Regions from separate parts of the Mus musculus genome. Here all the other regions are linked to region 3. Evidence: chromatin contacts called from public promoter capture Hi-C data. All regions are on one chromosome and are shown on one strand. The core of a region is the stretch at or near the end of the contact, and the rest is flanking DNA. Distances in the headings are between cores, read along the strand shown. Region 1 holds the start of Mrpl58 (mitochondrial ribosomal protein L58). Region 2 holds the start of Tmem94 (transmembrane protein 94). Region 3 holds the start of Mettl23 (methyltransferase like 23). Region 4 holds the start of Tmem104 (transmembrane protein 104). Region 5 holds the start of Mrps7 (mitchondrial ribosomal protein S7). Region 6 holds the start of Grb2 (growth factor receptor bound protein 2). Region 7 holds the start of Usp36 (ubiquitin specific peptidase 36).

Region 1 (2,725 bases), core at 48-2,547, 1.4 Mb before region 3:
ACAAAAACGTGAACTACCATGAAATTCACTTGACCCACAGTCGTGGTATGTCTGTGATGTGACACACTCTGCATGTTTGGGATACAGCAGAGACCTTACATTCTAACTTGGAGACAGGCAATATGTTAGAACATAAGACTGGGCCTTGGAGTAGTGGTACAAATCTGAACACCTGTGAGGTGAAGGCAGGAGGGTCAGGAGTTCAAGACTAGTCTGAGCTAAATAGGTTGAAACCCTGTCTCAAAACACAAGCAAAAGACAGACCTGGTTGGGTAAGCTTTTAATACCAATGCTCTGGACTGAGAGGCAGGCAACCTGCTGTATATAGTGAGCTCCAGGCCAGCTAGGGCTACATAATTGAAACCTGCCTAAATAAATACCACAAAACCAACCCTTAAGCTCAAAATCGAACACACAAAGATTGGTTGACTGTCTATCCACTCATCTATCTAAAGCAAGTTAGGAATGTGGCTCACACTGAACAAGGGATAGGAAAGGGCAGGGAAAGTCCGAGCTTAGCAGGTAAGGTCGTCCTTGCTGTATCTAGTTAGGTTGCTCAAGGGTCCAGGGAAGGAGAACAGACTCAAAAAAGAGAAAAGGGTGTTTCTAGGATGCTAGATCCAGTGTTTGTTTATGTATTTATGCATTTATATATTTGTTTACATACACACACATTTAAAATGATTTTTCCAAGACAGAGTTTCTCTGTATAGAAGCCTCGGCTGTCCTGGACTCACTTTGTAGACCAGGCTAGCCTAGGTCCACCTATCTCTGCCTCCCAAGTGCAAGGATTAAGGCCTGGCCATGTATGTATGTATGTGTGTATGTATGTACTATTATTATTTTTTTTTTATGGTTTTTCAAGACAGGGTTTTTTTTCTGCATAGCCCTTGCTGTCCTGGAACGCACTCTGTAAACCAGGCTGGCCTCGAACTCAGAGATCCACCTGCCTCTGCCTCCCAAGTGCTGGGATTAAGTGCCACCACGCCTGGCCATGTATGTATTATTTTTATGACAGGGGCTATGTGACTAGGTTAGGCTCTCATCTGCCTTAGCCTTGAGAGCAGTGCTGGGACTGCAGGTGAGCACCGCTCAGTCAGACCCATACAGGAATCTTTTTAAGAAAAATCTCCCGTAGGTGGTCTCTATCTGCCGGTCAACCTCTACCAGATGTCAGCTGGGTGCGCACCACTTCCCACCATCACCGCCAAGGTGGACAGCCCGGAGCCCGAGAAACCCGGCGGAACTTAAGAGCCAGCTCAGCCAAGGCTGGCGGACCGCCGGAAGAGTGAGCACCGGAAGCGGTCCTGGGAGGTGAACATGGCGACCGCCTGGGGCCTACGCTGGGGCCTGAGCCGAACTGGAACGTTGTTGCTCGCGCCGCCCGCGCGCTGTGCTCGCCGGGCTCTGCACAGACAGGTAGACGGCACCACGTTCCAGAGCATCTACAGCCTGGACAAGCTGTACCCCGAGTCCAAGGGCGCGGATACCGCCTGGAAGGTCCCGGTGAGCCGAGAAAGGCGGGACGGAAAGGGCGGTTCCTCCCGCTGCTAGGTGACGCGAGGAAGCCGGGCGGCTTGCAAGGTTTTGGTTGCCCCAGGAGGAACTGATCGCCCTAGTAACCCGGCCGGAGGTGCGGGATGTGCTGGGACTGTAGAGTGTGATTGCAACCCTCGTGGCTCGGGTAGTGCAGACCCTGGGAGAGAGCCGCCACATACGCGTCTTTCTAGATCGTTAGTTTGTCCACGTTTGCTTCCCGGCCTTCAGGCTCACATTATATGGGAAGATGTGCATTATGGACCTTGAAAGTAGTAAAACCTGAGATCCGCAAGTTGGGACGTTACCCAGTCTTTTGACCCTAGTAACGTTAGGAAGCCTGAGACAAAGCTGGTTTGGTCCCTAAGGGTCCATGTTTAGCCTGCGTCATGTAGTGGTACTGCGTGGGGCCTGAGCAGGAAAGAGAGCATCTATTGAGCTGCACCTGTAGGATTGAAAGAGCATCAAGTATTTTCATTCATCCACTCGCACCTCATTCAGCAGACATCTTTTGAGAGCATGCTGTTAGCACAGTGCTAATTTGGGGCAGAGAGTAGTAAAACAGAAATCCTAAGGCTGTAAAGCTCGTATACTGGAGGGCGACAGACAAAAATAAATGAATAAACCCAAGTAACACTAAATATGATACTTCAGAGATAGTAAGACTCAGAAGGCAAAGGTGAAGCTAGAGATAATAACAGTTGTAGGTTTGTTGTTTGTTTGGACAAAGGATCTCATGTAGCCTAGGCTAGACTCGAACTTGCTACATAGCTGTGGGTGGCTATGAGCTCCTGATCCTTCCACGTTCATCTCCCACGCGTAAAGATTACTGGCATGTATCACTGTACTGATACATGTTGTGAGAAAAGCTCTTTAAAAGCCCTGGATGATCTCTAGTTTGCAGTGATCTTCCTGCCTCTCAAGTACTGAGATTACAGGCATATACCAACAAACCCAGCTAAGCATTGAAGTTTTAGGTAGAGTGATCTGGGAAAAGCCTGGAAGAATGGGCCACAGTGGCCTGAATCTGTAACCCAAGCACTTGAGGCAGAGGCAGGAAAAATCAATTGGCTCATAGCCAGCCTGGATTATATGAGACCTTGTCACGTACAAAGACCTGGAAGGAAGACATGAGAATACTGGGGAGATGAGTGTCCCCAGCAGAGCAGGTGCAACCATTTCAGAACAG
Region 2 (2,700 bases), core at 140-2,639, 1.1 Mb before region 3:
AACTAAGGCAGGATTCCCCAAGGGCTCCAGGTTTTGTGGAATGAAGTAGAAAGACCCCAGACCCAGGTAACTAACCAGTTCTGTGCAACAGACAGGGAAGCAGCATGGGAAGGGAGTGTTTGGGCTAAAGTTTCACACGGGCATGTATTTGCATATTGGCTGGGGGTTTTGTTTGTTTGTTTTGAGACAGGGTTTCTCTGTGTAGCCCTGGCTGGCCTGGAACTCACTCTGTAGACCAGGCTGGCCTCAAACTCAGAAATCCTCCTGCCTCTGCCTCCTAAGTGCTGGGATTAAAGGCGTGTGCCACCACTGCCTGGCTGCATTTTGGCTGTTATTAGCTGCAAAGAAATGTAAAAGCTCAGAGAGCTACTGAACAAAGTACTCCAGCATGTTTAAGACTGTAGTGAGTCCATGTGGCAATGAGCCCTGAAAGTGGCTATGTGGCTATCTCCATCATGTTATGAGCATCTATGGTTATGTGGAGAGATTTGGACTTCTCCATCTGTAGTGATAAACTACAGATGTTTGTGTTGAAGGTTTGTGCCAAGGTTCTATGAGTGTTCAAGGTAACAGCTGAACTGGTTTAAACAGAGTTAAATCAGTAAAATGGCTTCTTGTCTAGCCGAAAAGAGGGATTGTAATCGCATGATTAAATTCATTATTATAAGGAAGGGGCTCTTTTTTCCCAGGACCAGATATGACCCTTTCTGACTTCATAAACAGAAAAAAAAACTTTTTTTTTTTTTTTCTAAAAGCAACCCTTCCAGACTTAGATCTCTGGGAAAATGGAAGTAAATACTGACACAGGCTTATTTTGTTTTCCCAAGAGAGGGTTCCCAAGCGATTTCTCTAATTAGTCTAGAAAAAAAAAGTTGTTTTCAAGCTTGTTTTTCCTTTTAGATTTCAAATGAACTGAGGGTGAAATAACAGTATTGCTTTAGATTCTCCAGCTTTGGTTGGTCCATAATATTAGTACTGAGGGACTTTTAAAGATTAAGGAAGAATTGAAGAAAATACAGATAAGGCGATTTTTCAAGGGCCTCATTAAAAAATAATAAAGGGCAGAAGGTATCACCTGACCATGGCTCTAGAAAAATTTAGTGGGTAAACTAATGGGGAGGAAATTGTATGATTGCCTCTAGTCTGGTTCTATAGCGCTAAAAACGCGGGAGCTTCGTGCCGGAGATAGGACCCAGGCTTCCCCGGATCGCTTTAGAGTAACAATCACACAATTCCGCCAGGCTCCCGGAGGGGCGGTGGAGGTTACAGCTGAGCGCACCAAACAGCCAATAACAAATCAGAATCTTCCGCCTACCTCGAATTTCAACCAATCAGCGTCGGGATCTTTGGCTTGTTGGCCTGCGCGTCTGTTGCTGGGGGAAGGCGGCAAGCCTCCTCAGAGTTGCCCACAACGGACATGGCTGCGGCCCCTGGAGGCGGGGAGGTGAAGTGAGGAGGGGGCAGGGAGGGGTGAGGACGCGGGCGAGGAAGACCGTCCGAGGGGGCCCCGGTAAGTACGAGAAGGCCCGCGGCCCGAAGTGGGGAGCAAGGGGGCGTGGGGCTCGGCCTGCTGCGCCCTCTGAGTTCCTACCCGAGGCGAGGAGCGCCTGGGGTGTGCACCTAGCAAGTGGCACCAAAGGGGGTGTCTCTCTGTGCTGGAGGAGAGGGGCCGGCCGGCGCCTGCCTGCAACTCCGGGCCGGCTCCTTCCCTCACGTCCTCAAGGGTTTTTTGGTTTGTTTGTTTTCGTTTTCTCATGTCCCCTCTCTGTCCTGGCTTGCCCCTTGCCGGGGTCCCACGTCAGAAATAAAGGTTGTGTCCAACAAAGAACCCTTGGCCCAGGTCCGCCGTGGCTGGGCCCCGGGCCAGCGACTGCCAATCCTGATGCCACGAGTGTTTATTTGTAGGCCCCTGGGTGTCCCCGGCCCAAATAAAGGCGGTTTTCTGCCACAGCGCGCGCTGTGCTCGCCGCCCGGAGTGGACGGGATCTCTGCACCCGCCCGCCTGCTAGACACTGCGAGGGACTTCCAGTTCAGTGCAAGGCTGCGATGTTGCAGTTGGGGCGTGCTTCCCCGATTTTAGAGTCACATAAAGATGCTTCGGAAGCCAGCGTAGCACCACAGCCTTTGCAGTTCTGTAAAGCAGTTTCCCTGTTTTTTCCCTACCGCGAAACCCTACAGTTAAAAGCCTTGGGGGAAGGTTCAGTACCTAAAGCAACAACAAATAAGAGTGACGGAGGGAATAGAAAAGTTTGACGGTCACTTTCAGAGTCAGACCATTGTACAGTGTAGGCTCATCCTGGAGAACGAATTAGCAGTTCAGACAGAGTCCCCGGACACTCTGCAGTGGAATGTCACCGGCTGTATTCGCTGTCACTTCTCTCTTGGCAGAATTACAAGCAGGGGAACCTAGAGTCTGGCGAGCACTGCATTAACAAGCTACCTCTTTGATAATCAGTACCCCCAGGTAGTTTGAGAGGTAACTGCCCTTGAACGCCCGCCTCTGCACATTCCACTTGGTATAAGACCTCAATAGATGGTTAGAAGACAGGCAGGAGGCTGGCCAGGCCACAAGAGGGAAAGAAATCAGAAAACACTTGACATTTCTATTTTAAGTGGCTAGGAAGTGCCAGCTCCCAGGGAAGAGAGTCAACCTCAACCGTTTGGAAGGCTTACCTCCTGAAGAACGAATTAGCAATAAAG
Region 3 (2,700 bases), core at 63-2,562:
CAGAGACAGGGTTTCTTTGTGTAGCCCTTGCTGTCCTGGAACTCATTCTGTAGCCCAGGCTGGCCTTACAAAAATACCACTGCCTGTCACTGTCCATGGTTTTTGAAAACTTAACGTGAAATAATTTACCTGTAAGGGGGTCTGCGTTTCTCCCCCGCGTATTGGAAAAGATCATCTGTGAAAAACTTGGGCACCTTGTAGTCTTCCAAAAGTTTCCTTCTTTTGGGGTGTTCGCCATAGCTGCTATCGAAGATGTAAAGGGGACTGTCATCGCGGGTGCTCTCCATGTACTCGATGTAGTACTTCATCTTCATCTTAACCGAGTAGCCGTCATTATCCTCGCCGCACTTGAACTTCTGGTTCCGGTATTTCCTTTTGAGGCGCTCCAGAGTCCATTTCTCCTGTGCGGACCAGCCCTCTTGTGCATTGAGCAGAACCACGGGCTTGTAAGGCCTCTCGTAGCGCTCCACGAACTCTTTCACCGACAGCTGTAAGGCATCAGCTCTCTCCACGTTATCCTGCGGGAACAACAAAAGACCTGTCCCGTTAGGACACTGGAACAAGTCCAGTGGCGGATAAAGGTGTCCCACAGGGCCAATTAGCAAAGACACCCGTGAGCAATGGCACACACGAGCAAGGAACGAGCGAGCCTCTGCTCCTCCAGGGGGCCGGAGGGACGGAAGGAGGCCCACGTGCGTGCGGGCGAGCACGTCGCACCCGGAGCCACCCCTTCACGGGAGGGAGGGGCCCGAAGCTCCCACGACCGAGCGAGTTTTGACAGCCGGGCTGCGGGGCCCCATCGGGGGACCAGCGGCCCTCGGAAGGCGGGCAGCCGTCGTGTGGGGTCCCGCGCCCCGCTCACCGGCACGGCCGCGGGGTTCAGCGGGTAGCTCTCGTAGTAGTTGTGCCGGGTCCAGTCGAGCGAGTCCTTGAGCTCCGGCCGCGCACTTCGCTTGGCCTCGCGGATGCGCTTCTTGCTCTTGTGGTTCATCGTGAGCCGCTCGCCGTCCGGTTCCGCCCCGACCCCGACGCGGCTCGCGTTTCCTGCCACCAAACGCGCCCTCCCTCCCTGGCTGGCGCGGCCCCGAGACGCCCTTCGCTCCGGCCCGGCGCCTTTAAAGTCGCCTTCCAGAAGATTCACTCCTCAGCCGCCACCGGAGCTTTGGGTTGGGCGAACAGCGGCCTTCCTCCCCGCCCCACCGCCTCATGCGGTCCGCCATTGGCCTCAGCGACCTGCCAGACCCGCCTTCATGCACGCCAATTGGGCGCCATGTTGGGAAGGTCGCGTCGCCGACGCCCTGCCCCTCCCTGCTTTGGCCTACGCAACACTTCCGTCTGCGCGTCGCTTCCCTGCGGTCTCCTTCCGGCCGGGCCCGCTGCGGCCTCCGGCTTCCTGTGTTTGCCATGGACAGTGTCCGGCCCCGCGCTCCTTGGGCACCGCCTCCTGACCCGGCGTCCCTGGACTCCCCTACGTGCGAGCCCGGCCTCATGGCCGGGACCCAGCTCTTTCGGTTCCGGGAGGAGCCAGTTCCCGGAGGCAATCGGGCGGTGCTGGAGGTCCGCGTCCCGCAGGTGCGTGCGGCGGCACCCACGTGGGAGCCCCCTGTTTGGAGCGGGAGTGGGTTGTCCTTCAGTTCTCGGCTTCGTTCATTAGCACCAGGTCTGGTGTGAAGCCCGGTGAGGGGTTAAGTGCGCTCCAGTGACACATTTAGGGACAGTGCCAGGAAGTTCACTGAATTCCACCAGGAAAGTGGCTGTCTTGTCCTGTGATGCTAACTTTGTACTCTTTTGAAAGCATCTGTCAGTATATCTAACACGGCCTGCCCCCCTCCCCACCAAACCTCCGGGTACTCTTGATTGAACCTCTGCCTGTTAGGCAAGTGCTCCGCCACTGAGTGGTAGCCCTAACTCTCTGTTTTATTTCTGAGCTCAGGCAGGCTTTGAATTTGAACCCCCGTTTCCCGCTTCTTAGGGTTAGGAGTGTGCGCCACCATGCTGGCTTAAACAGTGCCGGGGCTCGAATCCAAGATCCATACACGATAGATGATAGTTGTGCTTTTGAGTTTATCCCAAACCCCGTAATCTTTGCTGTTTAAATTTTGGGACCAGGGATTCCTGTCTCCAACACCCCAATAAAATTTTATACATCGGCACTGGCTTGTTCCCTCCGAGCTCATAGCTACTCTAAAACTGACTAACTCTTCCCAGGTAGTCGGGTTTTACAAAGGATTTTCGTGTTGTAATGTAGGCAGCTGGACCATAGGTAGGTAGGTGTCCCTGGCAATAGTAAGGGGAGCAGAAGGTATAGCCTTCTGCTATACAATGCTGCCACCTGTAGCAGTCCTCGTTTGTTTGTTTTTTTTCCCAGACTTCTACACAAGTGAAGCAGAGATTTTGTTTTGAGACAGGGTCTCTCTATGTATCCCTGGTTATTGTGGAACACATTCTGTGAACCAGTCTGGACTCAGGGTTCACCGTGCCTCTGCCTTTGGAGTGTTGGGATTAAAGGTGTATTCCTCCGCCCTCCCAGCAGCCTCTAACATTAGAGAAGAGATTCTTGGCTGTGTACTACAGAGAAATATTTCAGGACAAATAAGCGTGAAGCAGAGTTGGAAGATACTAATAACCTGGATCTTTTTAAGTTTGGGCATTAATAGACAACTAGGAAAAGGACAAGAAGGCATGGGGTACAGACTTCAT
Region 4 (2,700 bases), core at 86-2,585, 1.7 Mb before region 3:
ATTGTCCCCTACAGAGCCAGCTTCTCAATCTGTCAGATGTTTGCCAACTAACCTCACAAAGAGTCCCTGAATCTCACTTCTGGCCTTTAAACAGTAGGCATCAAAATAATGAATTCAACATCTGGGACAAGCACACGTTAAGTCTCCAGAGGATACCAGGGAACGCCATAAGTAATTTAGAACGAGGGAAGAAGACATGGCTTTGTTTTTTTGTTACACACACATCTAGATGATGTAATCCCTCATTGAAAAGCCAAAAAGAAAGCAGAGAGATGGATGACAAGGAAAATAAATGAAAAATGAGCCCTCCACTTCAGCTTTATTCCTCCTGCATGTAATTCCCACCCCCAACCCCCCACTTTGAGTCACAGTCTCATTAAGTATCCCTAGCTGGCCTGGAACTTATTATATTGCCCAGGCTAGCCTCAATCTCACGGAAGAGATGGACCTGCCTCTGTCTCCCAAGTGTTGGGCCAGAATCAAAGGTGTACAGCACCACACAAGTGACGTTTGTTAAACAAGACAGGCTCCTAGATTAAGGCACCCTGTTTCCAATTGCCCTCCACGCTACAACCAGTCGGGTAATGAGTTAGTTACCTGGGCACATGCTCGGAGGTGTAGGGTACCAGGACCACCTTCTTGCCCACTAGCATGGTGTTCTGATTCAGCTTCATTGTAGCTGCCTACTAGTGGGGAGAGTTAAAGACTTCAGAGCCCCCATAGTGTCTTCCCACGCAGGGTGGAACTCTTTCTGTAGCAGTGGAGCTATGTTGACAGAAGAGCGTCCTGCCTTCCCCTCACAACTACGTGAAAGAACGGGGATTCTAAAACTCTTGTAAGAGAAAGAGCCGAAGTGGTCAATACATCTGGGCTCTCACCCAGGGGCCAAGTTCTGGCTCGGTTTCCAGCCCATTCCTACACAACATGCCCGTCCACCCCCAAATGACCTGTTAATCCTTTTTTTAACCTGTTTCCAACCCTAGCCTCCAGCGTCCAGAGTCCACGTCACTCGGCTCTGGCCCTTCCGTTTTCCTGTCCCCAAGCCCCACTCAAAGTTCTCAGGCCTCAGCCCTTTGCGTGGTTCCTCGGCCGTCTAAGCGCTGTAGTTTGCAAACTGCAAAGCTCACAACCACCCCCTGCCGAGGAAGGCGTCCCCAACGACAGGCGTCAGCGTCTGTCCCGGAGAAACAGGCTTTCCGCATGCGCGTAGAGGGGCTTGCTGTCCGCTTCCGCCAGGCAGACGGCAGCCGCAAAGCCCAATCCCGGCCCCGCCCCCGCGAGGCATCCAATCAACGCACTGCGCCCCTCCCCACGCGCTCGCTTGGACGGGGGACTGGGAAGCGTGCGCGTGCGCGTAGCGGGCGCTGGTGCGGGGCCGCTGGTGCCGGGTGGCAGCTGCAGAGCTGGAGGCGGTGGCCACTGTGCCTGGAAGCTAGCTGTGCTGCAGGTCTGGGACGGGCAGGAGGGCAGGACAGGGTGAAGATGGATGTGAATTTTAGAGTTTCACCTGGAAGGGAGGGGAAGGGGAGACTGAGGGACCGGCTCTGGAGAAGAGAGGGGAGGCTTAAGGGTGGGAAACCCTAAGGCAAAGCAAAAGGCAGGTGTCGGTGCGCGAGGCCCCATTTAAAAGAAGAGGCTTTGGGACAAGGAGTTAGGATGGAGGGGCGACCTTGGAAAAGCTGACTCCCGCTGTGGGCGGAGAAGCAGACAGCTGTGTGGGCTGTCCTGTGTAGTAGTGAGCTCATAGATAATGAAACGGACGTAAGCACTTTAGGGTAAAGGGGGCTGTGATGGTTAGTGAGGCTTAGAGGCCCGGAAAGCCCCTTCAGTCACTTGGAGTGTGAGCAGCATCCAGGCACCGAGAAGTGCCTTGCATAGCAAATCAAGTTAGAAGACATGGTCCAGGAAGCCGCGTCCCACCAAGGCTGTCTCATGGCAGATAGGGAGACCAAAGTGTCTGAGTTAAAAGGGCTACAGGTGAAAGCGGCAGACTGCAAACCCCCCACCCCCAGTCTCATCTCTGCAGTTAGAGAACTAAAGTCTACTCTTTTGTCTTAGGAGCTGCGGCTGCTGCTGCCACTGCATAGAAGTAACCTCTTGGGCCAGCCCTTCCTCACTCTCTGGAGATGGCAGGCGAGATCACAGAGACCGGAGAGCTCTATTCTCCTTATGTGAGTTCTTCTCCATAAATGTGTTCTGCTCACCACCATGCTCCTGGTTTCTAGAGAAGCCCACTGCTATCTGTGGACTATACTAATTATGGCCCTGGTTTAAATAGACCCTGGTGAAAAACACAACGGAAACTCCACATAGCTCCAGTCAGGTTCAGCTGTCTTAGCTAGACTCTATATATCAGGCTCGTTCCTCATTTGTTTATAATTTTTTAAAGCTTTTATTTTAAATGATGTGTCTACGTATGGATATGTGCATGCCTGTCAAATCCAAAAGAGGGCACCAGATGCCCTGGAGTTAGTTGTCGATGGTTGGATGCTGCTCAGTGTAAGTGCTGGAAGTGAACTCGGGTCCTCTGCAGGAGCAGCAGGTACTCTTAACTGCTGAGCTGTTTCTCCAGGCCAGTTCTCCTTTTAGACACCTATCAGAGAGCATCAAGCCAAATAGTAGTTAACTTGCTAGTCTCCCATAATATCTATCTCAGGACTCCCACAGATGACACACAGTTCTGCCAGTCAGCTGGGCAGT
Region 5 (2,910 bases), core at 382-2,881, 1.2 Mb before region 3:
CTCTGGCTATTACCCAGTCACACGGTTCCAGGAAAACGGTCTGAGTGGAGGCAGAATGTCCTCTTTGAATTGTGGCCACAGAACCTGTTTCATTAAGTGAGATACTGGGTCTACAATTCCAATTATTTTCATCTTTCAAGAAGGGGAGCTGGGCGTGGTGGTGCACACCTTTAATCCTAGCACTGGGGAGGCAGGGGCAGGAGGATCTCAGTGAGTTCGAGGCCAGCCTGGTCTATACACAGCTGACTGGACACTGGGATCCTTGGGTAAATGATTTTAGCCAATGCCTGTAATCCAGCACTGTACACTCCCCAGAGAACTGTCACATATAGGGAGATGGCTCTATGCCCTGCCCGCAAACATCAGACACTGCAACTGTGATCTTACTTTTCTTTTGGGATGTAGCTTCCCTTAAAGCTAATTTCAATCTCCTGAACAGTAGTTCTTAAGGAAGGCCATGCCTCTAGGAACAACACTCAAGACATCAAAGAGACAACTGTATTCCGTAAAGGATTTCCAGCTCAGGGCTCTACAAAGACGTCTTACCTGATTCGTCTCCATTTCAGAGGCTCTCCCGGGGCTAGCCCTTAGTAAAGTTAATTTATTGACCCTTGATAAGGCGTGATTAACCAGCCTTATTAACCCTTACTAAATAACCTGGATGAACTGTCCGCTAACGTTAAACCTTATTCCTTTGGAGCAATGTACAAATTAGTAAAGATAGCAACACGTCGATATAGCAGCAGTCATTGTTTTTTGAGTTACTCAAGAGCGGGTTATCTCGTTAAAATGAGTGCGTGCATATATGTGTGTGTGTGTGCGCGCATGTGTGTTCCTTCAGTACATATTTAGCACGCTTCGTGGTATATTGTTCCCTGTAGTCGCGCTTTGGAAATGAATTCTCACTTCCAGCATCCTCACTGAGGATGGTCCCACTCTGGAAGCTGCCAGCTGTGTTGTGTGTGCGGCGTGGCACCGCTCAACCCTCCCCGAGGGACCTGTCCAATGCCCGGTCCCAGAGCACAGGCTGGGTGCAGCCCCACCTCAACCTCCCCACGACGCCCGCCTGTCAGCCCAAGGCGCCCGGGTGTCGCTTTCCGGGCCTGCAGGATCTCGCGCTGCAGGTGTCACCCGCGGGAGCCTGAGGACGCGCGGCGGGGAAGGGCCGCTGCTCGCAAGGGGTGTGAGCGCCGGATGCTCGCCGCGAGGCGACGCCGGGTGTGGACTGCCGCGGGCCGCCGCGGCGGAGGGGATGGCGCAGGGAGGGAGGAGGCAGGCCCGTGGTTGGAGGTCAGGTAGAGGCGGCCCCGGATACTCACTCAGCCAGGACTCCAGGCTCTCCCCTTCCGCCTCCGCCATATTGCAGCCGCCCGGTCCGGCCCTGCGCCCTCAAGCCTCGCGAGGTTCTGCGCGAGCAGGGCGGGGGCGGGGCCCGCATGGGGGCCTGAGCGCGCCGAGGGCTGCGGTCCACGGGCGCGCCGGACCGCGTCGGAGGCCGCGAGGGCGAGGATGTGTCTTCGCTTCTTCCTCAGAGGGAACCTCTGAAGGGAAACCCACGCCCGAGGAAAGTGCGCAGGCTCTCATCCGTGTCCTGTCGCTCACTCACGCAGGCGCGCTGTGGGCAGCCCTCCGAGGTCCTGACAGCGGCCAAGATGGCTGCCCCCGCGCTGCGCGCTCCGCTTCGCTGGTCCGGGCTGGCCCTGGGAGTGAGGTGCGCCGTCTGGAACCTTCCAGGGTGAGAAGGCAGCGCGTAGCCGGGACCGCCGCTCGGACCTTCACGGGAGGACCTGGGGAAAGGAAAGAAGCCGCAGGCGAGCTGCGCTGAGTTCTGGCGCGGGAGGGCACTAACTCGGGGCGCCGAGATGGCTGACTCCAGCCATTAAACGGGCCGGTTTGGGGGCTTAGTACCCTGTCCTATGCCTGACAGGCCGGGATGACCTAGATCGGTTCTACCCGGAGCCGAGAGTGCGGCCCTGCTAGAGATCGGAGAACTGGCTTGCGACGGAACAGTGGCCAGTTTCGGGGTGGGGGCTGCCTACCTCTTGGGACAAGGGTCAGAACTGCTGTCAGGTTAGCAGGCGGTCCCAGCGCCACCGTCCCTCGTCAGCGTGATGGCACTTGCGGCTTACTGTTAAGTCAAGCTTGTTCACTTTTGTGGAGTCACAGATTCACCCGTAGGGTTCTGTCTGCTTCCTCCTCGCCCCACTCCCAGGCTCACACAGGTGAGGGGGAGCCGCTATGCCCCCGAATTCCGGGAGCCCTTGATTGACAAGGAATATTACCGCAAGCCGGTGGCGGAACTCACCGAAGAGGAGAAGTATGACCAGGAGCTCAAGAAAACCCAGTTTATCAAAGCTGCGGCCGCGACTGAAACCAGCTCGGTGTTCGCAGACCCGGTCATCAGGTTTGGCGCAAATGCTCCTCTGCTGTGGGCTGGAACTCACCTGGGGCAGTTTTCTGCTGAGGGATCCGGAGTACAGCCCGGGAAAGCTAACCATGTTTTTCTCCTTGAAGCAAATTCACCAACATGATGATGAAGGGAGGCAACAAAGTTCTGGCCCGGTCTCTCATGGCTCAGGTAAGGCCGCTTCTTCCTCTTCAGCTTGTCTTTCTTTTCCCTCAGGCTTGGTGTCTGCGTTTTACACCATGGCTTCAAAACTAGAAAACAGGTTTCTATTCCTGCCATTAAAATTTCCAAGATCTGAGATTGGTGGTGCCCACCTCAAATCCCATCGCTGGAGAAGGCATTTGAATCCAGCACTCGAGAAGCAGAGATAAGTCAGGCCTGCTTGAGCTACAGAGTGAGTTCTGGAACAGAGCTACTTAGTGAGATCCTGTCTTAAAAACAATCAAAACAGAGCCAGAGGTAGGCAGATCTCTGAGTTCCAGACAGCCAGAGCTGTATATTAA
Region 6 (2,787 bases), core at 91-2,590, 1.1 Mb before region 3:
CCCGCCCCCCTGGCTCCCAAGTAGCCCTCCTGGCTGCCTGATGAATACAGTGGACGTTAAAAAAGGAATGCAAACAGGGAAGGTATCTCCCTCCAAAAGAAAAGGGGATCTTAGAACGACGGAGAAAATGAACAGTGCCCAAACCAGCAGAAACTTGAAAATTATAACGGAGGAACAGCAAGAAGGGGAAGTAGATTTTTTTTTAAAGGGGGCGGAGGGACCAATGACTGGCGCTACAGATGCTTTTCGTGTCCCTAGTAGCGTAGAATGGAGACAGAAGGCAAAAACGGAAAAGTGAAAGAGAGGTGAAGAAGTCAAAAACAAAAAACAAAACAAAAAAACAACAACAACAAAACCCAGTTTCTCTAGCCTCTTTCTGAGTGTCAACAGCACCGAAAGATGACGTTGAACGCGCTTCGGCTACCCGGCAAACTGCACTGCTATAGCTTTTGAACACAGCCTAAAATCCCTTTCTTACCAACCCACACGACCTAAGAGTGTTGCAGGAACCAACGGGGCTCTCTCCCCAAAATTCCTTCCTTCCAGCATTCCTATCCGCTGCTGCTGCTGCTTCCCCCCCACCCCCCAACAAGTATTTTTTCCCCCTCAAGTCCTTCTAAAAAGAGAAGCGCCCAACTCTCACAAAGACCCGTCGGCGGGTCCGGGTAACAATCATTCTAAGTCACGGTGGATTCCCGCACACAATTCCACCGCAAGATGCCAAGAGGCGGTGACGTGGTGGCCTTGCAGGTCAAAGGAGCATCAATCACCACGTTAGCTGCGGGCACCGAATCCCCCGCCTCCCGGGCTCAGTCAGCCTGACTCAGAGCAGCAGCCTGCGCCTCTCGGCTGCTCCGGGCTCCCCAGCGTCCAGCCGGACGGCCGCCACACCAGACCTCCCCGGCGGGCCGGGTCTCTGCCCCCAGCGGGAGGAAGACCGGCACCAGGAAGGAAGCGCCCCAAAAGGGGAAACGAGGAGACGGCTGCGCAGCCGCTGCGCTCGGGTCCCAGCCTTCCCCGGCCCGCGAGCGGCCCTCCCCGGCAGCCCCGAGCAGCCCGGGCCCGAGCCGCTCGCCGCCGCGCGGCGCGGGGACCACGGAGCTCCCGCTCACTTCCCGCCCGCTCCCCTGCACTCACCGTGACGCGCCGTCCACTCCGTCACCCGGCCCGGCCCGCCCTGCGCTGCCGCCCGCAGCCGCCAACCTCGCTGCTGCTCCCTGACTGCGGCGCCCGCTGCCCCGACCGCCGTCCCGGCCGCAGCCCCGCTCGCTCTCGCCGCCGCCGCCGCCCGATCGCAGAAGCAACAGAGCAACCTAGCTTCCGCTCCTCGCCAGGGTCCCGCGAGAACTTCCCCACGCGGCCCCGCCCCGCCGCGCCCCGCCCCCGCGAGACTTCCCCCGGCGGAAAAGGCCCAGAGCGCAAGCGCTCCTCCTCCGCTCCGCCCGGCAGGTAGCCTAGAGGGGGGCTTCGCGCATGCGTCAGCTCGGCCCGCAGCAGGTGGCACGGACTCGGCTCCGCCCCTGGGCCGTTGTAACCCTCTACGTGCCGGAGCAAGTGAATTACAGCTCTGCTCTAGAGGAACGGCGCTTTCCACACTCTAATCACGTCCTTTCTACCAAAACAAAGCAAAGAGGCACCGAGGAGCGGGGAGAGATCTCAGGATGGCTCAACCCAAATAGAGGACCAGTTCTAGAAACGTTTGGGGATCTGGTTCGTGCAACCTGCAGTATTCGATGAATTGTTTGATTAGTCTGTTCACGCAGTGAACCACATACCCAGTGTAAGTAAGCACTGTGCTGGGTAAAGAAGATGAAACAACGAGCAGAGATCCTGGCCTTCAAGAGGTTAAATCGAGAGAAGCAGCAGAAGAGTAAACAAGTAATGTCTTGGCTGGAGAGACCTCTCAGGTCAAAAACTGCTTGCTGCTCTTCCAGAGGACCTGCACCCACACCAGATGGCTCACAACTGTCTGTAACCCCAGTTCCAGGAGACTTAGTGCCGCTGGCCTCTGATAGCACTAGCATTCACCTGCACACACCCTCATGCGCGCGCGCGCGCGCGCGCACACACACACACACACACACACACACACACACACACATACACACACAGCTATAACACTTACACATAGCTCTTTGGGGGAATGCTGAGGAAGCCAAAAAGATAGAGAAAGGCTGGCTCTGTTCCTCAGCCCACTGTATAAAAGACTTAACAAAGAAGGTGATGTGGAACTGAGTACTGGAGGGCGAGTAGGAGTTCCACAGCACAGGAGCCAGGGTAAGCGCTTAGCCAACAAACGGAATGGCACAGAACAGAGAGATGGATGGAGGCGTGAGAAAGTCGTGTTCTGTGCGATGCAAAGTGCATAGATAGGTTCCTGTGCGGGGCTGCCGGTTTTGGGGGAGTAGTAGATGAAGCTTGGAGAAGTACCTCTCAGTTCCAAAAGCTCTTTTCAATTATAGGAGAGCAAGAACACAGCCAATGTCAATGTGTTCTCTAGAAGCCAACAAAATACAGTTAAGAATACCCAAGCCTCTGCTACAATAATGAGTCCACTAAAATAAGGCAAGTGAATTGTTCTTTCGACAAGTGTTTACTGAACATCATTTGCAATTGAAAATGCCTTTCAGAGCAAAAGATGAAGCCAATGACTCCAGCAGTTTGCGATTTAGATAGAGCTACTTAGTTTCAAAGAGAAGAACGCTGGCCCTAAGTACCAGGGACCTACATATTAGAATGACCAGTTACAAAAGGGAGAGCTGCCCGGCAGAGGTGGTGCATGCCTGT
Region 7 (2,700 bases), core at 98-2,597, 1.4 Mb after region 3:
AGGGATGAGCAAATGGGAACACTAACCCAAAGGCATTTGCCACAAGGGCCTTAGGACCAAGGCAGGCTACTCAGCCAAGATCATTTTTGAAGCTATAGCAGGAAAAAAGTGTCTATCATTCTACCTGGAAGATACGGCTATGTGATGTAGGAGCGAGAAAAATGTTCGTGTAGTTCCCAGCAAACCCTCTAACATGCACACGCAGCACGTGTGACTCTCAGGCCAACCGGGATGCTTCCTCGACCCAGGTCTCTCAAGGACTAGGATACTCTGCACGCCCAATTTACATATCTAATTCGGAACTCAAGCCTGGCTCCTCCCTTCTGACAGATGTCATTTAAACAAAGCATTTCCTTCAGCTCTTTAAGCTGTTTTCCAAGAAATACTCAAGTCAGATTCTCAGGGTCACTTACATGCTGGCGAAGACAGAGCTGGGGCCTCCAAGGCATCCCACCGCAGAGCATTCCAAGTCAGGGAACAGTTGAACTACATGCTCTTTGGCATCCTCAGGCATCCAAGGTGCCTCCCTGTCTTAGGATGCTATTCCACCATCTCCATCACCAAGGGTCACGCCACAGACGCAGGCAGGCTCGCGCGCGCACACACAATCACACACCATAAGCAATGGGCATTTTGGTTAGAATGCTATCCTGCTATTACATTTCGGTGTGGATCCGTGTTAAGGATCTGACCCTGCCCTAGTCTATAAAATGGACTACAGCTATACCTCCACCCTAAGATTTCCAGCTCCGGGAACCTTCAAAGGAAAACCCGCTCTGAGAGAACAACCGCGATCCCAGCGACCTCACGTTCCAGAAGCTCCCTGGGATGAAGACTGATGCAATTCCCTGGCTACGCTAGGGTTTACAGGCACCCCTCACATCACCTGTCCCTTCCTCGGAGTCCCTGGCATCCCTTGTTCCTCCAAGTCCCTCGCACCCCAACCTTCTCCAGTGTTGCCCTACGCCCCTCTCACGCCCTGTCCTTCCCGGCGATCCCTGTCCCTTGCGTCCGATGTTCTTTCTGCGTTCCCCGGTGCCCTCGCCGGCCACGCACGCACCTGTCAGCCTTCGCTGGAGTCCCCAAAACCCGCGGGTAGAACGCGCACCCTCCTCGTCCCAAGCCCCGCGGAAGCTCCTGCGCTCCGCCGCGCCCGACCTCGACCTCCTAGGCCTCTCGGGAACCCGCGGAAGGCCCGCGCAGCACCAGCGTCCGATCCGGGCCGGGCCAGCATGCGCACCATCCGGGCCTCCAGAGCCTCACACACGTGTCACCACGACGTTTAAAGGAGCCGCACTGCAATGTGCTCCCTGAGTCCGCGTGAAGGGCACGTTCGCCTTAAGAGGCGGAGCTAACGGCGACTTGTCTCCCTGGACCCTCCCTTCTCTGCTATTCGCGACGCACACGTCACCCCTCCGCCCCGCAGGCCTGCCAGTCTACGCGATGACGCAAGCGCGTAGAGCTAAAAGCTCCGGAAGCGTCCCGGAGTCCAGAGACCCTGCTGCGGCTTGGCGTGGTTCCCGCGGTGTACGCGAGTGGCGTCACTTCCGCTTGCGTGCCTGACATTGCCAGTGCGCAGGCCCAGTGTGCTGCGGCGAGGAGCTCAGGGCTCACGTTCAGTGCAAGCCACCGAGGCTTTGAAGATTCACCGTTCGTTAGTTCTTACCTGCAGGCGTCCTTTTGAAAAAAAACAAAAAAACAAAAAAAACCCTAGCAAGCCGGGCATGGAATGAGGCCCTGGGTTCCATCCATCACTGCATGAAACAGGCGCTGTGGCACAAGAAAGCAGTTTCTGCAACTCTGAGGAGTGGAGGGGGTGGGGGATGATCAGAACTTAAACGTCATCTCTGGGATCCTTGAGATGCTGGCTATAGCCACTCCACCGCTTAACTTAAGTGGCCAAGGCTGGAGGATCATTGGAGAATGTCTTCTGGACCACGTAGCAGAACCTTGTCTTTAAAAAAGGGGGTGGGAGTGGGGGCTGATGGGGTAGTAATGGCAAAGACCAAATCCTGTTAGCCTATACCAATGTCCCTTTTAGAGCTAGAAAGATGGCTCAGAGGTTAAGATGGCTTGTCGTTCTTTCCAAGGACTTCCCAGCACCCATACAGTGGTGGTTCAAAATCTCATGTAACTCTACATGTGGCAGACACATATGACCTAAATTAGAAAAAAAAAGTTCTCTTAGTTTTAAAAAGATTTTGAATTACATACGTATAGGGGAAGAATATCTGAGTGTAGGTGCCTGTGGAGGCCACTGGTGTCTCATCCTCTCTTAGAACTGGAATTACAGGCAGCTCTAAGTTGTGAGCTCCCAGTGTGAGGGCTGGGAACCAAACTCTGGTACTCTGTAAGAGAAGTAGGGGCTATTAACTATTGAGTTCCAGTCCCAGAATCCTCCCTCTTTATTTAGACCGACTTCTTTGTTCTCTGACCACTCTTTGTGTCTGGCTGGAGCTGGCTCTATAAACCCACTGTTCTAGGCTGGCTACAATGAATTACTGCTTTTGCTGTCCCGAGCCTGATACAGTTCCTGGGAAATTCACTGTTTTAGCACGCTTCCTGTGTGGGAGCTGGCACCTGGCATAAGACCTAGGTTTTTAATCCAGATGTTGTTCTAATTAGCCTGTTACTTTGCAAATTTCTCTTACTTGGAGGCTTGATCTGTGGGGACAAAAAAATAAAATAAAATTCAGAGTC

The links. Promoter capture Hi-C pulls out the DNA fragments that hold promoters and counts their contacts.
Region 1: a promoter capture Hi-C map of pre-B cells shows a contact between it and region 3, with 3 times the contacts expected there. The contact joins the promoter of Mrpl58 here to the promoter of Mettl23 in region 3. A contact is called at or near these places in 5 of 39 promoter capture datasets (hematopoietic stem and progenitor cells, liver, neutrophils and 1 more), 1 of 484 Hi-C or Micro-C datasets (B cells), 1 of 115 datasets of contacts at active chromatin or transcription factors (embryonic stem cells) and 2 of 9 other capture datasets (adipose tissue and liver).
Region 2: a promoter capture Hi-C map of pre-B cells shows a contact between it and region 3, with 4 times the contacts expected there. The contact joins the promoter of Tmem94 here to the promoter of Mettl23 in region 3. A contact is called at or near these places in 5 of 39 promoter capture datasets (the C10 cell line, hippocampal neurons, liver and 1 more).
Region 4: a contact with region 3 is called in a promoter capture Hi-C map of pre-B cells, with 5 times the contacts expected there. The contact joins the promoter of Tmem104 here to the promoter of Mettl23 in region 3. A contact is called at or near these places in 3 of 39 promoter capture datasets (erythroid cells, liver and pre-B cells).
Region 5: a promoter capture Hi-C map of pre-B cells shows a contact between it and region 3, with 7 times the contacts expected there. The contact joins the promoter of Mrps7 here to the promoter of Mettl23 in region 3. A contact is called at or near these places in 6 of 39 promoter capture datasets (the C10 cell line, erythroid cells, fetal liver and 2 more) and 1 of 9 other capture datasets (adipose tissue).
Region 6: a contact with region 3 is called in a promoter capture Hi-C map of pre-B cells, with 4 times the contacts expected there. The contact joins the promoter of Grb2 here to the promoter of Mettl23 in region 3. A contact is called at or near these places in 1 of 39 promoter capture datasets (pre-B cells), 1 of 484 Hi-C or Micro-C datasets (CD4 T cells), 1 of 115 datasets of contacts at active chromatin or transcription factors (astrocytes) and 1 of 9 other capture datasets (liver).
Region 7: a contact with region 3 is called in a promoter capture Hi-C map of liver, with 6 times the contacts expected there. The contact joins the promoter of Usp36 here to the promoter of Mettl23 in region 3. A contact is called at or near these places in 3 of 39 promoter capture datasets (embryonic stem cells, liver and pre-B cells), 1 of 484 Hi-C or Micro-C datasets (liver), 2 of 115 datasets of contacts at active chromatin or transcription factors (astrocytes and extraembryonic endoderm stem cells) and 2 of 9 other capture datasets (adipose tissue and liver).

What each region holds. Positions count from the first base shown.
Region 1 is chr11:115,402,455-115,405,179 of GRCm38.p6, forward strand. It overlaps Mrpl58 (mitochondrial ribosomal protein L58), which reads left to right and starts at 1,298. Exons shown (of 6, transcript NM_001347645.1): 1 at 1,298-1,506. The coding sequence starts at 1,321.
Region 2 is chr11:115,764,044-115,766,743 of GRCm38.p6, forward strand. Tmem94 (transmembrane protein 94) reads left to right here and starts at 1,390. Exons shown (of 32, transcript NM_028014.3): 1 at 1,390-1,510.
Region 3 is chr11:116,842,203-116,844,902 of GRCm38.p6, forward strand. Mettl23 (methyltransferase like 23) reads left to right here and starts at 1,313. Exons shown (of 5, transcript NM_028865.3): 1 at 1,313-1,572. The coding sequence starts at 1,405. It overlaps Jmjd6 (jumonji domain containing 6), which reads right to left and starts at 1,247. Exons shown (of 6, transcript NM_033398.3): 1 at 863-1,247; 2 at 130-518. The coding sequence starts at 991.
Region 4 is chr11:115,186,152-115,188,851 of GRCm38.p6, forward strand. It overlaps Tmem104 (transmembrane protein 104), which reads left to right and starts at 1,336. Exons shown (of 10, transcript NM_001033393.2): 1 at 1,336-1,447; 2 at 2,059-2,171. The coding sequence starts at 2,127. Nat9 (N-acetyltransferase 9 (GCN5-related, putative)) reads right to left here and starts at 1,248. Exons shown (of 7, transcript NM_025400.4): 1 at 968-1,248; 2 at 598-686. The coding sequence starts at 674.
Region 5 is chr11:115,602,509-115,605,418 of GRCm38.p6, forward strand. It overlaps Mrps7 (mitchondrial ribosomal protein S7), which reads left to right and starts at 1,632. Exons shown (of 5, transcript NM_025305.3): 1 at 1,632-1,735; 2 at 2,213-2,404; 3 at 2,515-2,578. The coding sequence starts at 1,653. Gga3 (golgi associated, gamma adaptin ear containing, ARF binding protein 3) reads right to left here and starts at 1,408. Exons shown (of 17, transcript NM_173048.3): 1 at 1,320-1,408. The coding sequence starts at 1,359.
Region 6 is chr11:115,707,257-115,710,043 of GRCm38.p6, forward strand. Grb2 (growth factor receptor bound protein 2) reads right to left here and starts at 1,341. Exons shown (of 6, transcript NM_008163.4): 1 at 1,138-1,341.
Region 7 is chr11:118,288,897-118,291,596 of GRCm38.p6, forward strand. Usp36 (ubiquitin specific peptidase 36) reads right to left here and starts at 1,348. Exons shown (of 21, transcript NM_001033528.1): 1 at 1,061-1,348.